Linked DNA regions of Oryctolagus cuniculus: region 1 is linked to region 2. Evidence: chromatin contacts called from public Hi-C data. All regions are on one chromosome and are shown on one strand. The core of a region is the stretch at or near the end of the contact, and the rest is flanking DNA. Distances in the headings are between cores, read along the strand shown.

The links. Hi-C and Micro-C count contacts between places; a contact is called where the count stands out from the background.
Region 1: a Hi-C map of psoas muscle shows a contact between it and region 2, with 5 times the contacts expected there. The contact joins the promoter of BCL2L11 here to the enhancer-like site in region 2. A contact is called at or near these places in 2 of 6 Hi-C or Micro-C datasets (psoas muscle and an unstated tissue).

Annotation. Positions count from the first base shown.
Region 1 is chr2:112,442,602-112,449,225 of mOryCun1.1, forward strand. BCL2L11 (BCL2 like 11) reads left to right here and starts at 5,149. Exons shown (of 4, transcript XM_051836363.2): 1 at 5,149-5,274. It overlaps ACOXL (acyl-CoA oxidase like), which reads left to right. Exons shown (of 19, transcript XM_051836339.2): 19 at 3,448-5,274. The coding sequence ends at 3,648.
Region 2 is chr2:112,146,239-112,153,364 of mOryCun1.1, forward strand. The region is part of intron 9 of ACOXL (acyl-CoA oxidase like); the gene reads left to right. Among named protein-coding and RNA genes, the nearest start is that of ACOXL, 73 kb to the left of the region's middle. Within about 2 kb of position 5,648, at least 1 of the 8 cell types and tissues checked has an H3K27ac peak or open chromatin away from gene starts, as enhancers often do.

The sequences.
Region 1 (6,624 bases), core at 3,899-6,398, 300 kb after region 2:
TGCTTGGCACCTGCCTGCGGTGGCCACATCACACAGGGCCCCTGGCTCCTGCAGCTGCCCTGGTCCCCTTGGGGAATCTGAGCCAGCACTGCCAGGCAGCCCCGTGCCCTCCACACTGGGCGTGCACAGAATGTTGATTCTGACTTGGGGAGAGCTTCGCGGGCCACTCATGTGCTCTCATCGAGGAAGCATTTCCTCAGCCGTCATCCCACATCCTCTAGGGACTGGACCAGTGAGGCACTGGGGCCAAGATGGAGGCAGAAGGGTAGAGCAGACTGTTGATGCAGAGAATCTCAGAATAAAACCCCAGTTCTGAGTACATGACTTGGAGCGAGGTGCGAAATTCTTTAAGCCTTGGTCTCATCTACGAAATGGAGCAAGGGCTGGTGGAGTTGTTCTGAGTACTGAATGAGACAGTAGGCATCATTGCCTCCTCAATAACCTAGCACACAGTAGGTGTGCAGCAAATGCTGAAGCAGCACAGAGCTGCTGGGTAACCTGGGTTACCCAGGTCAAGTGTCGTACGTTGCTTCACAAAACTGCTGGGGATGCAGCCAGGTGGTTCCTCTGTGCCCTGGAGCCTTTACATGCTTGGCCATCTGGGATGGGCTATGGAAAACATGACCCTCCCTGGCACAGATGGGTCCTTGGCAAGGCTGGGGTAACAACCTATGACAAATTGCGTGGGGCCTGGGGTCGGACAAGACAAGCATGCACTAACATGAGGGAGAGCAAAGGTGGGCAGGGGAGCCAGAGGCACCTGCCAGAAGGCCAGTGCTGCATGATAGCAGGAGCAAAAATTGCCATGGGACGAACCCTTCCTCCAGTTCGACTCTCTAGTTAGGCTAAGTAAGGGGGGGACACTGCTGCTCCCTGGCAAAGATGGTAAAACCTTATTCTACCAATGACTCTTACCTTGTTCCCATATCCTAGCTTTTAGATTAAAAAATACCACTTGATTCATTGTTTTAAGTTGCCTTTTCTTTAAAAACTTTTCTCAATAGTCAGTGAATCTAAAATCAAGTCGACTAAAAAAGAATGGACAAGAAATGACATTAAACGCCACTCCTATCTAACCATCTCTTAGAAAGAAAGAGTTGGCTGCATTGAGTTTCCTTTTGAAAATGATGTATAACTGATGCCTTTTAGCAAGTTTATTTGTTGTTTGGTTGTGGTAAGGTCAAAAGTTTCCATTTCTGTGCATTTAAGCAAGGATGATTGACATCAAGGTTGTGGGTAGGCAACCTGGGCAGGTCTCTGGCTCGTCTTAGGTAGGCGCGAACCTGGGGCTCAGAAATCACGCCACTCTAGACTTCTGCTCAGCAAGTGGTCTTGGTGTTACAGGAGAGCAAAGATGGAGTTGCAAAGATGCTTAAGGCCTAAATGCTGGAATTCACAGTGACACCTTCTCCACATTTTATTGGCAAAGCAAGTTGCAAGCCAGCTCAGACGCAAGGGATGGAGAAAAAGACTCTAGCACAGTGCCCAAGCAAGACAGGGGCTAATCAAGACACATTCCTAGTTGGGTAAGGGGCTTGACACAGAGACCAGCATGAGGTCATGTGGCACCAGCAGCAGGAGAGGTGAGGCACAAGGAAAGAGGCAGCGAAACCTTTTGCACAGAGTGTGACAAAAGTTGGTTGAGGGGCCAGTGTTGTGGTGCACCAGGTTAAACTGCTGCCTGTGACGCCAGGATCCTATATTGGAGTGCCAGTTCAAGTCCTGGCCACTGTAATCCCAGTCCCACTCCCTGCTACTACTTCTGGGAAAGCAGTGAAGATTGGCTCAAGCACTTGGGCCCCTGTCACCTACCTGGGAGACCCACATGAAGTCCCCAGCTCCTGGCTTCAGCCTGGCCCAGACCTGGCTGTTGCAGCCATTTGGGAGAGTGAACCAGCAGATGGAAGATCTTTCTCTTCTGTCACTCCCCACCCCCTGACCCCCTCATTCTGCTTTTTTGTTGTTGTTGTTGTTTTCAAGTTGGTTGAGTTTCGTAATGCAAACTCAACAGGGGAAAATCACCTTGAATAATCATATGACAATTCGTGGACCGGGTAGGGGCTGTGTAACCTCTCATGGTTTTGAACTATGTGGTTAAAGACACTGAGAGTTGACAGATTAGTCAGGGATTTGTCAAGAGCATTAATTACAAACTTTGACATCTTGGCCTGTGAAAGTTCATCTTAGTGCATCTTGCAAATATGATCAAAGTCTTTTCAGTACTGATTTGATGGTGCTTAACCACAGCGTGTGGAGAATGAAGTTTGCATTAGACATTACTGGTGTAATAGAGCACGTTTTCACGGAGGAGTGGGGTTGGGCCTGTACCATTCATGCTGTCCCCCACTTGGCTCCCATTACTCCACCCGCTTTTGGGGGCCCTGCCTTTTTTGGTGTTCTCTGAACACCTGAAATGGCATTCTGTCCCACTGTCAAAGAAACCGCGGTCTTCACCCTAGTGAGGGCCAGGTGAGGATAAGGTGGGCTCATGTGATATTTTTAAACCAAGACAACATGGGTGCTCACTGAGATTCCAGGGGTGACAAGAGTTTACAACTGCAAACTTGAAACATAGAGGCCCACAGTGCTGGCCTTTGTTTAACTTTAGAAAAAGCATTATTTTTGGCAGCTTTCTTTTTTTCTGGGAATAAAATAAAATGTGCTGGCACCTAAACTATGGAAATGAAAATAAACACGCACCCAGGGCAGCTTGTCCAAGGTACCGGCCCGCATCTTCCTCTCCCCTCGGCCAGTGATTTCTGTCTGAACAGCTGGGGCTATCCGCGGAGCTTTCAAGTTAAGGACAAGGTGATCACCCGCAGCCTCCGGTGGACAGCGCTCGAGGGTGCCAGCCCAATGTCGGCCCGCCGACCCACCGTGCCAAGCGCCAGGGCTGTGGCCAGCCATGTGTCAGAGGGCGCTAGCGTGGGCCGGCGGGCCGGGTGTCCACGAGTTCACCTGCTCTGAGGCGCTTCCCGTTCAGTTGCGTCTGCGCACCAGAGGGTGGCACCCCAGGCACTGCAGAGGCGACTAGCTGCGGAAGACAGGCGAAGGCGGCGGCGGCGGGCGGCGGGCGGCGGGCGGCGGGCGGCGGGCGGGGGCGGGGAGGAGGAACGGAGCGCAGGGAAGAGGAACATTGACGAATTCTGAGGCCTCCGTGTCCAGCTCCGCGGCCGACACGGAGGCACAGCCGCCGCCGCTCCAAATTTCGGGGTTCTGCAGGGCCAAGTGTCACGGAGTTGGGAATTTCTAACATGTAAAGGGGCTCCCGAGGGCCATTCACGACCGGTGGCTTCGACCCGCCTGGGTCCCGAGAAATCCGAAGAGAAACCAGTTTCTGAGGGCGCGGGGTGTGTGGGTCTTTGGGCCTGGTGGGAAAGCCGCCGGGCCCAGATCTCTCCGAGCGCGCCCAAGGTCTGATCCACGCCTTTGCGTCCTGTTTTCCAGTTGCTGGACCTGTGCAACTCCGTGAGAGACGACGCCCTCAGGGTGATCTCTGCTTTCAACATCCCAAGGACCAGCCTCCACGCACCCATCGCCGGGATCCCCAACCCGCGGGCCGCCTGGGCCTTCTATCCCGCCTGCCTGCAGCCGCTGGCCCGCGAAGGGCCGCCCTCCCCGCGGCCGGAGCAGCGAGCCAAGCTGTAACGGGCGTGGCGGGAGGCGCAGTGGCCCGCGCGCCGCTCGCGCCGCTGCCGCCCGGAGCTGGGGCAGAGGCCGGACCGGCACGCGCCGAGCCGTGCCCGCGGCGACCCGAGTCCCGCCGAAACTGGCGCCGCGCGTCGCTAGCCGCACAGTTAGTGCGGCGCCTTGCTCTCTCCCTGCAACCCCGCACCCCGCTAGACGGTCGCGGTGAGTTCTCCGCACAGGCGCGCCCCACGGTCGGGTGCCGCCAAAGGTGACTCAGATTTCTGGTGATTAAAAAAAAAAAAAAGTGGTGCTGGGTGAAAAAATAAAAAGCAAAACCTGAAAATCAAACACCCTCAGGCAAAAGCGGAAAAATAAAGGTTCCACCCGTTGTGCGCGCAGGCGAAGGCTCAGTTCGGCGGCCGAAGCTCTTTCAGAGAGGCAGATCCTGTTGGACTCGGTGAAGAAAGGCCGGGTAGAGGTAGGAGTGGGGGCCTGGGGCTGTGCGCCCGCCCCAGCAGGTCTCCGGGCCGGCGCTTTCGCGACCCTCGGAAGCTGTCATCTGCGTTTGGAAGGCGCACACCGACACAACCAAATAAAGCAAGCAGGCTCCCGCGGCTCGCCGAGAACCGGGAGGCGGGCCCCCGCGAGATGCCGCAGCAAACTGGTTTTGGAACTCCCACTCCCGTGGTCCGAGGCGCAAGCCATAGCTTTCCTATTCTAATCTCGTGTGCCCGACTGCATTCTTCTCTCGGCCCCAAGCCTTCTGCCCTCTCCCCTCCTTTAAGGTCCCGAGGCAGAGACAGAAGGGCTGCTGCGCTGCCTGCGTCCGCGAGGGCGACGTCCAGGATCGGTGACTCAGCGCCCACCGACCCTTCCGTGCGCTCGGGCGCTTTTTCCGGAGGTGCGCTCCACGCGGCGGGGAACGCGGGACCCGGTCTCGGGGTAGCGCTCCAGACAGGAGCGCGCAGCCCGGTGCTCTCTCCCCGAAGCCTGTGCGCTTTGAAGCGCTCACCGGGTCCCTGGCGCGGCGCCCCGGGGGCGCTGGAGCTGTACAGGCGCGGACACTGAGCCAAGGGGCGCTCTGCTGCGTGGTTCTTTTCTGGGCCCTTGACTGTCGCCCAGCCCCGTTGAACGCTCGGGGCAGCGGCTTGCGCGGCCAAGGCTGCGGTGCTTGCACCCGGGGGCGACGCGGGGCCGCCAAGGCGCGGAGAGTTGGTCCGATCGTCGAAGGCAGACGGGCTGACTGGGCCTCCGAGTCCACTCGGCGCTGTCCACGCCCACGCCCTTGCCCTCTTGCAGCGAAACTCCCGGGCGGGGCCCGGCGCGCCTCCTCCCGCTTCTCCCGGAACCCGCGGCCTCCTTCACCTCGAAGGAGACTTTAACCTGGGGCTGTGCTGTGTCACGCTGACGCTCGATCTGCTTAGGAACGTCACCATCGACCCAGGCGGCCGGGCGGCAGGACGCCGCCTCCCCATGCCAAGGCCCCTTCCCTCCCCGCGCTGGCCGGGTGCGGGGTCGGGCAGCCTCGGAATCGAGTTTCCCTGATCCGGCTGGGCTGCCCTCCCCGGCGCGAAGTTCCCTTTGCGATCCACCTCTCGCTCCTTCCCCATGGTCACCTGGAGGCCTGGGGCTGGGGGTTCGCAGGTGCGCTAGGGGCCGGCAGGGGTCGGGCCACCGGCCGCGTGCCAGGGAGGCGGCGGTCCGCGGTGCGCCGCCGGGGGATGGCAGGGCGGGGCGCGGAGTTCGGTCTCCGCGGGACAAGGGATCAGGGGCACGCGTGGAGGAGCGGCGGGAGAAGTCGCGCCTCCGCTCGGTTCTCCCAGCGTGGTCCAGACATCGCCGTCAGCCTTCCCTCCTCCAGGGATTCCCGCTCGGCAAACCTCAGGGGTCTCCCCCGAGCTGCGGGTGTAGGCTTCTCCCGCACCTGGGGTCGGCGGCCCTCCTCGGTGTCTTTATTTTTTGTTCAAATGATTCATTTTCGAGTCCTTTTTTCATTTCCCTATTTTCATCCGCTCTGCGCACACTCGCATCCTGCCCCGCACCAGGGCTGCGGGGAAGACGCCTGCTTACTTCAGCCCCTGGCCCCTTCCCTCGACTCCCCGTCCCACCACGGGCTCGGGGTCTCTCGATGCCCACAGAGAGCGGGACAAAAGTTGGAGAGTTATTGCGGGGCCCGCGCCGAGCGCGGCTGCGGGGTGGGTGGGTAAGGGGATGTGCCGTCGGCTGCTCGGGGTTCCTTGGCGCCCGCAGAGCTCAGAGCCACGGTATCCAGCCCCGCGTCCGCGAGTTCTTCAGGGCCACCCCAGCCCCGGCACCTGCCCCGGAGCCAGCCCCTCACAGCGTGCCCAGATAGTTCCGAGAGGCCGACCCCGGCCCGCGTCGGCGATGTCACCCTTCGGGGTGGGGGTTGGGCGCTCACACCGCCGCCCGCAGGGTAAACACGCCGGGGCGGGCGGCGCGCGAGGCTGCGAGCGCGCGCGGCGGGGCCCCCAGCGGGCCCTCCCCCGCCCTCACCTGTGGGAACCTGCACGCGCCGGCCGCCCGGGCGCCACGGGGGCGGGGCCTGCGCGCCCGCCGGCCGGGGGCGGGGTGTGGGGGCGGGGCCCGCGGTGATTGGGCGCGGGCGCGGGGCGGCGAGCCCGAGCTGGGCTTGCAAGGCCGCGCTGGTTTCACTTCGCTCGGCGCCGCCGCGGCTTCTCCAGCTCGTCGGAGCGCTCCATCCAGCATTGCCGCTGCCGGATCCTCTTAGCCACCCTGCCAGCCTTGCCCTATTGCGGCCAACACCGCCTCGGACTGCCTGGCCCGTCCCGATCCCGTCGCCACCGCCTCGGCGCCCTTCCCCTGACCCACCTCCCCCCAATGTCTGACTCTGATTCTCGGACTGAGAAGCGCAAGGTAAAAATGCCTGAACCCCGGGCAGCGGGCCGGGAACGGATGGGAGACAGGCACAGGGGCCCGAACGGCTCCACCCACCGCCCGCTTCCCGCGCACGTG
Region 2 (7,126 bases), core at 4,398-6,897:
TTTCTTGCTGGGAGATCACTACTTTGATTTTCTTCTGGAATCACTTTATGTTCATCTCTTCTTGTCACTTAGATTGATCTCATTTTAATCATGACTGACAGGACATTTGGTGCGCAGAGATTGAATGGTTTAGCGAGTCTCAGTGCAGGGCTAGTAGAGCAACAGATGTCAGGGAAGTCTTTATACCCCTTCCTTGTCTTCCTTCCTTCTTCCCACCTGCTTATTCCTCCACTTATCCACCCATCAGCTCATTCCCTTGTCTGCCTGCCCATCCAGTCATTCATCCAACCATCCATCCATCCATCCACCTATCCATCCAATCATCCATCCATCCAACCATCCATCCATCCATCCAATCATCCATCCACCCATCCATCCATCCATCCATCCATCCATCCATCCATCCATCCTTCCATCCATCTAACCATCCAACCATCCATCCATCCAATCATCCATCTACCTGTCCATCCATCCATCCATCCATCCATCCAATCATCTAATCATCCATCCTTCCAAACACCCACCGACTACAAAGAATCAGAACACAAGGATGACCAACTCACGACTTAGTAGCTCATGGGGGAATTATGGAATTGGCTGGGAAAAGCAATCCTCTACCTGGCAGACGCTGCATTTGGAGAAACTGCCCAGCTGTGTAAGAGGACTGGGCTCTGGGGGACAGTGTATGCCTCTTGCCTCAGCAAAGGGCCAGATAAGAAACCTTTCTGCAGAGGCTTGCATGTGTGGGGGCTCAGCGAGGGGGCTTAGTGGGGTGGGCTGGGTGGGAGTGCAAGTCTTTGACAGGGAACGTGTGCTGTGAGATGTAACAGTGGGTGCCGGGAGCGGGGTCTGGGTTCCCAGGGAAATGTCCTGAAGACGTATGTCCCGTGCAGTGTGTGTTGATGAGGCAAAGCCCACGGATGTTTACTCCTGAGACGTGTGCGACGTGGCTGGCTGTAGGCATCCGTTCTCACACAGAGCAGAACTGGAAGGCTTCATTGAGACGCTTTTCTTTTTAGACGTGAGTGCAGCATCAGGCTGGTCATCTTGCACTGCCCAGGCTGAAGTTAGTCTTTCACTAGGATCCTCACACACACACAGGTGAGGGAGCAGAGGTGCAGGATCTGCTGAGATGCAGGAGGGAGGCAGGCTGTAGCCTGTGTGATCCTGGAGGTGCCCACATCTGTAAAACGTGTGGAAACTTCCTGAGCTCTACCACCAGAGGGCGGCAAATACCAACGATGACTAAGGATCTTTCCTTGACATTTATCTTTCTGTACTTAAAAAGTGGCTGGGGTTTTGCTGTTGTCATCAGTTTATTTAGCTGCTTCTCAGCTGTGAGTGTTGATTTTTAAAGGTGGTCTGTGGAAGGAGAGTGAGTGTGCATCAGTGGAGTAGTTGGCAGGCTCAGTATCAATATTGCAAATAAGAAGTTGAGTTATTTTGATGACTCTTCAGGGCGTCATTTGACTCATCAGTGTCTTAAAAAAGCATAAGTTGGGGTGGGTATGAAAACAGTGATTTTTTGGGTGGCATTTCTATAGAAGTTGTTTATGGTTTTAACAACTGAAGTGTAAGTATTTGTCATGTAAAGGATGCATCTACTTTCTTTTATTTCTAAAACCCAAAGAACTGGAGACAAGCGCAGCCAGAGAGTAATAGCTCTGTCGCAGGCATTCAAAATGGCTATTTGGAAGGATTTCCACTGGGAATGCCCTTTAATTCTGGGCGTAGGTGTTGAGGGCCTTCCTCTTGCGCAGTGGGCAGTGCCGAAGGTGACAGAGATGACCTGAAGCAGATGCGTGCCCTCTGGTTGGCTGCAATATGGCAGCACTGTAAGGAAGCCCCAGCAATGACACCTGTGGAGGGCAACTGTGGCCATGGGGTATTGAGCAGAGTGCATGATTTTTATGGCGGGAAGGGACCCCAAGGTCAAAGTTCAGTGCATATCTTTTATGAAAGCTTTTCTCATTTTTTAAAATAAAGAGTTTATTTATTTGAAAGGCAGAGTCACAGAGAGCTAGCGAGCGAGCTTCCATCTGCTGGTTCACTTCCCAAATGGTTGCAATGGCTAGGACTGTGCCAGGCATAAGTAAGTGCAGGGGCCCATGCACTTGGGCCATCTCCTGCTGCTTCCCCAGGCTTATTAGCATAGGGGCTGGATGGGAAATGGAGCAGCCAAGACTTGAACCGTGGTTCCAATATGGGATGCTGGCACCACAGGTGGTGACTTAACAAGCTGTGTGACAGTGCCAGCCCCAGAAACATTTCTAATAGAGGCCTCAGCTCTCTGGCACGAAGACCTGGGGCCGGCACCCAGCTGTTCCCCTCTGAGTCGAGCACCCAGGTCACGTTCGTTGGTGGACCTCCTGAGAGCATGTGGCAGGCTAGGGGTTTTTCTCTGCTGTAGGAGAGGAGAGTTCTCAGGCATTCCTCCCTGTTTGATGTGGCCAGCAAAGTTAGATGTTTGTGACTGTGACATTTCGAAGAGCAGAGCTCCCTTTAATCAAGTCACCAGCGTGGAGCAGGCCGTTTGTAAACCCCAGCTCCTCAAGCCCTCTGCTGGGACCGTGGCAGCTGTGATCCAGGTCACAATGCTGACGCAAGTGTAGACAGCTTTCAAATGTACTGGGCTGGGCTCCCGCTAATGCAGAGGCTTGCTTCTCCCTGCCTGCTCACCTGAGACGGTTAGAAAGGATGCCCAGGCTGCAGCTGGGGGAGCCTCGTCTCTGCACAGAGCCCTGTCACCTGCCTCTGGGCACCATTGTGTGTGCCCCTCAGAGGTCGGATTGGATGACTGATGGCTGTGTCTCTGTCTTTAGGGGCTTTGCTGTCTGATGCATGGTATCTGCAGCAGCACAGGGGCTTGTGAAGGGCACTGCCCCTTCCCCTCACTGCACACTTCCTTGTTCCATTCCTTTGTCCCATCCTCAGTAGATTCCACAGAGAAAGGTCATGACAGCTCAGGCCACTGTCACAGAGTAGCTCACTTGTGCTGAGTGCTCTCCACACAATCACTCATGCCGTCATCACAGCTACCCTGTGTGGCAGATGCTGTGGTGACTCCCATTTTCTGGATGAGGAAACTGAGTGTGCCCAGGGTTTCTGGGCCTCACTCTGGGGCTGGGGTGCAAATTAACCCTGGGGTGGCTCTGAGGTCCTCAGGAAAGAGGTTCTTTAGGTGCCCACGTGAGCCCTGCTTACTGGCACTCCTGGACCACTTGGGGCACAGTTGCATTTATATTGCATTTGGTACCAAACCAAACCAAACCAAACCAACTAACCAAACCAAACCAAACCAACCAACCAACCAAACCAAATCAACCAAACCAAACCAACCAACCAAACCAAATCAACCAAACCAAACCAACCAACCAAACCAACAAAATCAAACCAACTGAACCAAACCAAACCAACAAAGCCAAATCAAGCAAACCAACCAACCAACCAAACAAACCAAATCAACCAAACCAAACCAACCAAACCAACCAACCCAACCAACAAAATCAAACCAACTGAACCAAACCAAACCAACCAACAAAGCCAAATCAACCAAACCAAACCAAACCAACCAACCAAATCAACAAAACCAAACCAACCAACAAAATTAAACCAACCAACTAAATCAAACCAAAGCAACCAAACCAAACCAACAAAGTCAACCAACAAAACCAAATCAACCAAACCAAACCAAATGAAACCCAACCAACCCAACAAACCAAATCAAACCAAACCAAATGAAACCAACCCGACCCAACCAACCAAATCAACCAACCCAACCAAACTAAACCAACCAAAAAACCCAAAGCAACCAAACCAAACCAAACCAACAAAACCAAATCAACCAAATCAAACCAAACCAACCAACAAAACCAAGTCAACCAAACCATATCAACCCAACCAACCAAACCAAGCCAACAAAACCAAACCAAACCAAGACCAAATCAACCAAACCATATCAACCAAACCAAACCAACCAAACCAAATGAAAGGTTAAAAAAATTTGTTGTCCACACTTAAAAATGAGGATATTTCATCCAAACTGGGGATCTGGCTGATGCCAAATGGTTAGTGGCTGGGCCAGAATCTAGATCTCCTTCCCTATTGGGACTTGGGATCTGATTTGTTTCCAGTGGCACTGCCAGCCTTGTAGAGAGCTGAGCTGGGAGTGGGAGAGGTGTGGCAGAAGGCTGATCCAATCTGCTTTGACGTCCTTTGATGGGAAAAAGGGCCATTGATGACAAACGTCTATTGGGTGGATCCAGGGGGAGGTTTTTCTTGAACTCAATCCAGTGAAATGACTTTGAATTTATCTGCCTACTAAAATGGAATTTAATAAATTAAAAAAAAGAAAGTTAACACTTCCTTAGATAAATTTTAAAGAGTGAGCTGGGCCATTTAAATTTGTCTCCAGAAAGCTGTTATGAATGCTATGGAGGCAAGTAAAATTATGGTTAGTGCAATATTCATGAGTTATAACTGTTTTGATCTATCAACTTTATTTTTAAAATTTATTTATTTATTTTTATTTACTTGAAAGAACAAGAAATAGATAGATATATGGATAGCTATCTTCTACCCTCTAACTCAGTCCTTAAAAGCTTACAATAGCCAGAGCTGGGCCAGGCTGAAGCCAGAAGCCAGGAACCCCATCTGGGTCTCCCACGTGGGTGGCAGGGACCCAGGTACATCAGTAGGCAGCTGGACCAGAAGCAGAGGTGGGACCTGAGCCCAGGCACTCTGATTTGAGGTAGAGGCTTCCCCAGTGGTGGCTCAATGCACTTTTATCAACTGTAGATGATTCTGTGTCTCTGCCGTGAGAGATGAGAGCTTAGTTCACTGACATAACACTGCACCCCGTGCCCTCTTTCAATTTTTTACCTTCACAATTTTTCAAATTTTACATAATTGTTATTATTTTAAAATTATGTATTTATTTGAAATGCCAAGAGACAGAGCAAAAAGCAGACAGAGCTCTCATCTACTGGCTCACTCCACAAATGTCTGCAGTAGCTAGGGCTGAGCCAGGCAGAACCCAGGAGCTGGAAACTCCATTCAGGTCTCCCCCATGGGTGGTAGAAACCCAACCCCGTCAGCCATCACCTGCTGCCTTTCCAGGGTGTACACTAGCAGGAAGCCAGAACTGGGAGCAGAGGAACCTGGACTCCAACCCAGCCACTCTGATATGGGCTTTGGGCACCCCAGGGGGCATCTTAACTGCTATGCCCAATGCCCACCCTACATCCTTTTTAACTCCATCAAGACCAACCAGCTTATCTACCAATATGAGGAATCTTCAAAATATTCATGAAAAATATAATTATGAAAAAAGTACACATAGATTTCCATTTTTTTTGCACCAAACTCATATATTTTTTTAAACAATTGATTTATTTGACAGATATGGGGGAGATGGAGAAGAGAAAATCTACTCCCCAGATGCCCACAATGGCTGGGTCTGGGCTGTGCCAAAGTCGGGAGCCAGGAACTCAAACCAGATCTGACAGGGAGGTGGCAGGCACCACCCCCTGAGCCGTCACTGTTACCTCCAACAGTCTGCAGGAGCAGAAAGCTGGAACGAGGACCCACGGCGGGTGCAGGTGCCTCTCCCAGTGTATTAGCCACTGGGCCAGATGCCTGCTGTGGAACTTCCCTTTCTCTCCCGTTTCCGTGGGCATTTTGAGGTGTCCTCTTACTCCTAAACCTCCGCTTCCTGTGCTAACCACTCTAGTTCTTGATTGCTTTCCATCCACTCTCACTCGTCAGCTGTCATCAAGCTGAAGCATCTTCTACGTTTCCTTCTGTACCCATCACCCAGCTTCATGTTACATTACTGGGATCAGGGCCGGGAAGCGTTGCTCACCACACAACCATGTAGTGATTATATTTCCTCTTGTAGGAACCGTGTAGGATTATATTTCCTCTTGTAGGCCCGAGGTCACAACACCTTTAAATCTGAAGTGTGCCATTCTTAGCATCAAGGTCAAATGGGATAATTTTTCTTACACTGTATTGATTACTTAAAATCATATTTTTGTTTGCTTGATATTTAGATGACTGCATTTTCATAGGTTTTGCTTTCTCTTGGAGTTTTGATTGCCTCTCTTTTTTCTTGGTTGGAAAAGGAACATATACCTTCATCAACATAGAACTCAGGTCTTCCAGCTTCTTGCTCCTTTTATCTGCTGCGTGCAATCTACACCGTTATTCTCCTCAAAGATCTCATGGAGTCCATTGATTTTTCTTTTTGATTTTTGATCAGCCTGACATTTGAATAGCAGTTATCATCTGGGTATTTCTTTTTTGCTAGGTTTCTGAGAGCACACCTTTTGCTTAATCCCCTGTTATCTTTTTGGCTGGCTTTCCTCTGGCTTTGTTGTAGTATATACTCAAGTACTTTGTCCTGGAAGGGTGTGTGGGTGGGAACATTTGGATCTTGTACTAGTCTGTCTGAAATAGCCTGTAATTTGCCTTCATATTTGATAGTAGTTTAGCTGAGATTTCTGGGTTGAAAATAATCCGCCCCCCCAACTTTACAGGTGCTGCTCCATGATCTTCTAGCACCAAGCCTGTGGATGGGAAGTCATTTGTTCCCCTGGGGTACACCTGTCCTTTAGCTCTGCAAGCTCTTTATCTTAGGTATGTGGAAATCTCTCAGTGGTGTATTTAGGTCTGATTTTCCGTATCCTGCTTGGCACTTGTTACACCTTTTCAATATGAAAGCTAGCATCTCTTTTCATTCTGGGGAACTTTCCTCTAATTAGTTCTTTGGCCAAGGTGGCCATTTGGAGAGTGAATGAGGGATGGAAGATTTCTTTCTCTGTCTCTGCCTCTCTGTCCCTCTGCCTTTCAAACAAATAAATAAATCTTAAAAAAGAGAAGATTTATTACTTGAAAGGCAGAGGGACAGAGTGGGGGAGAGATCTTCCATGTGCTGGTTCACTCCCCAAATAGCTGTAGTGGCTGGGGCTGATCCAGGGAGAAACCAGAATCCCATGGCTGGTGCTGCGGCTCACTAGGCTAATCCTCCACCTGTGGCGCCGGCACACCGGGTTTTAGTCCCTGTTGGGGCACCGGATTCTGTCCCGGTTGCTCCTCTTCCAGTCCAGCTCTCTGCTGTGGCCCG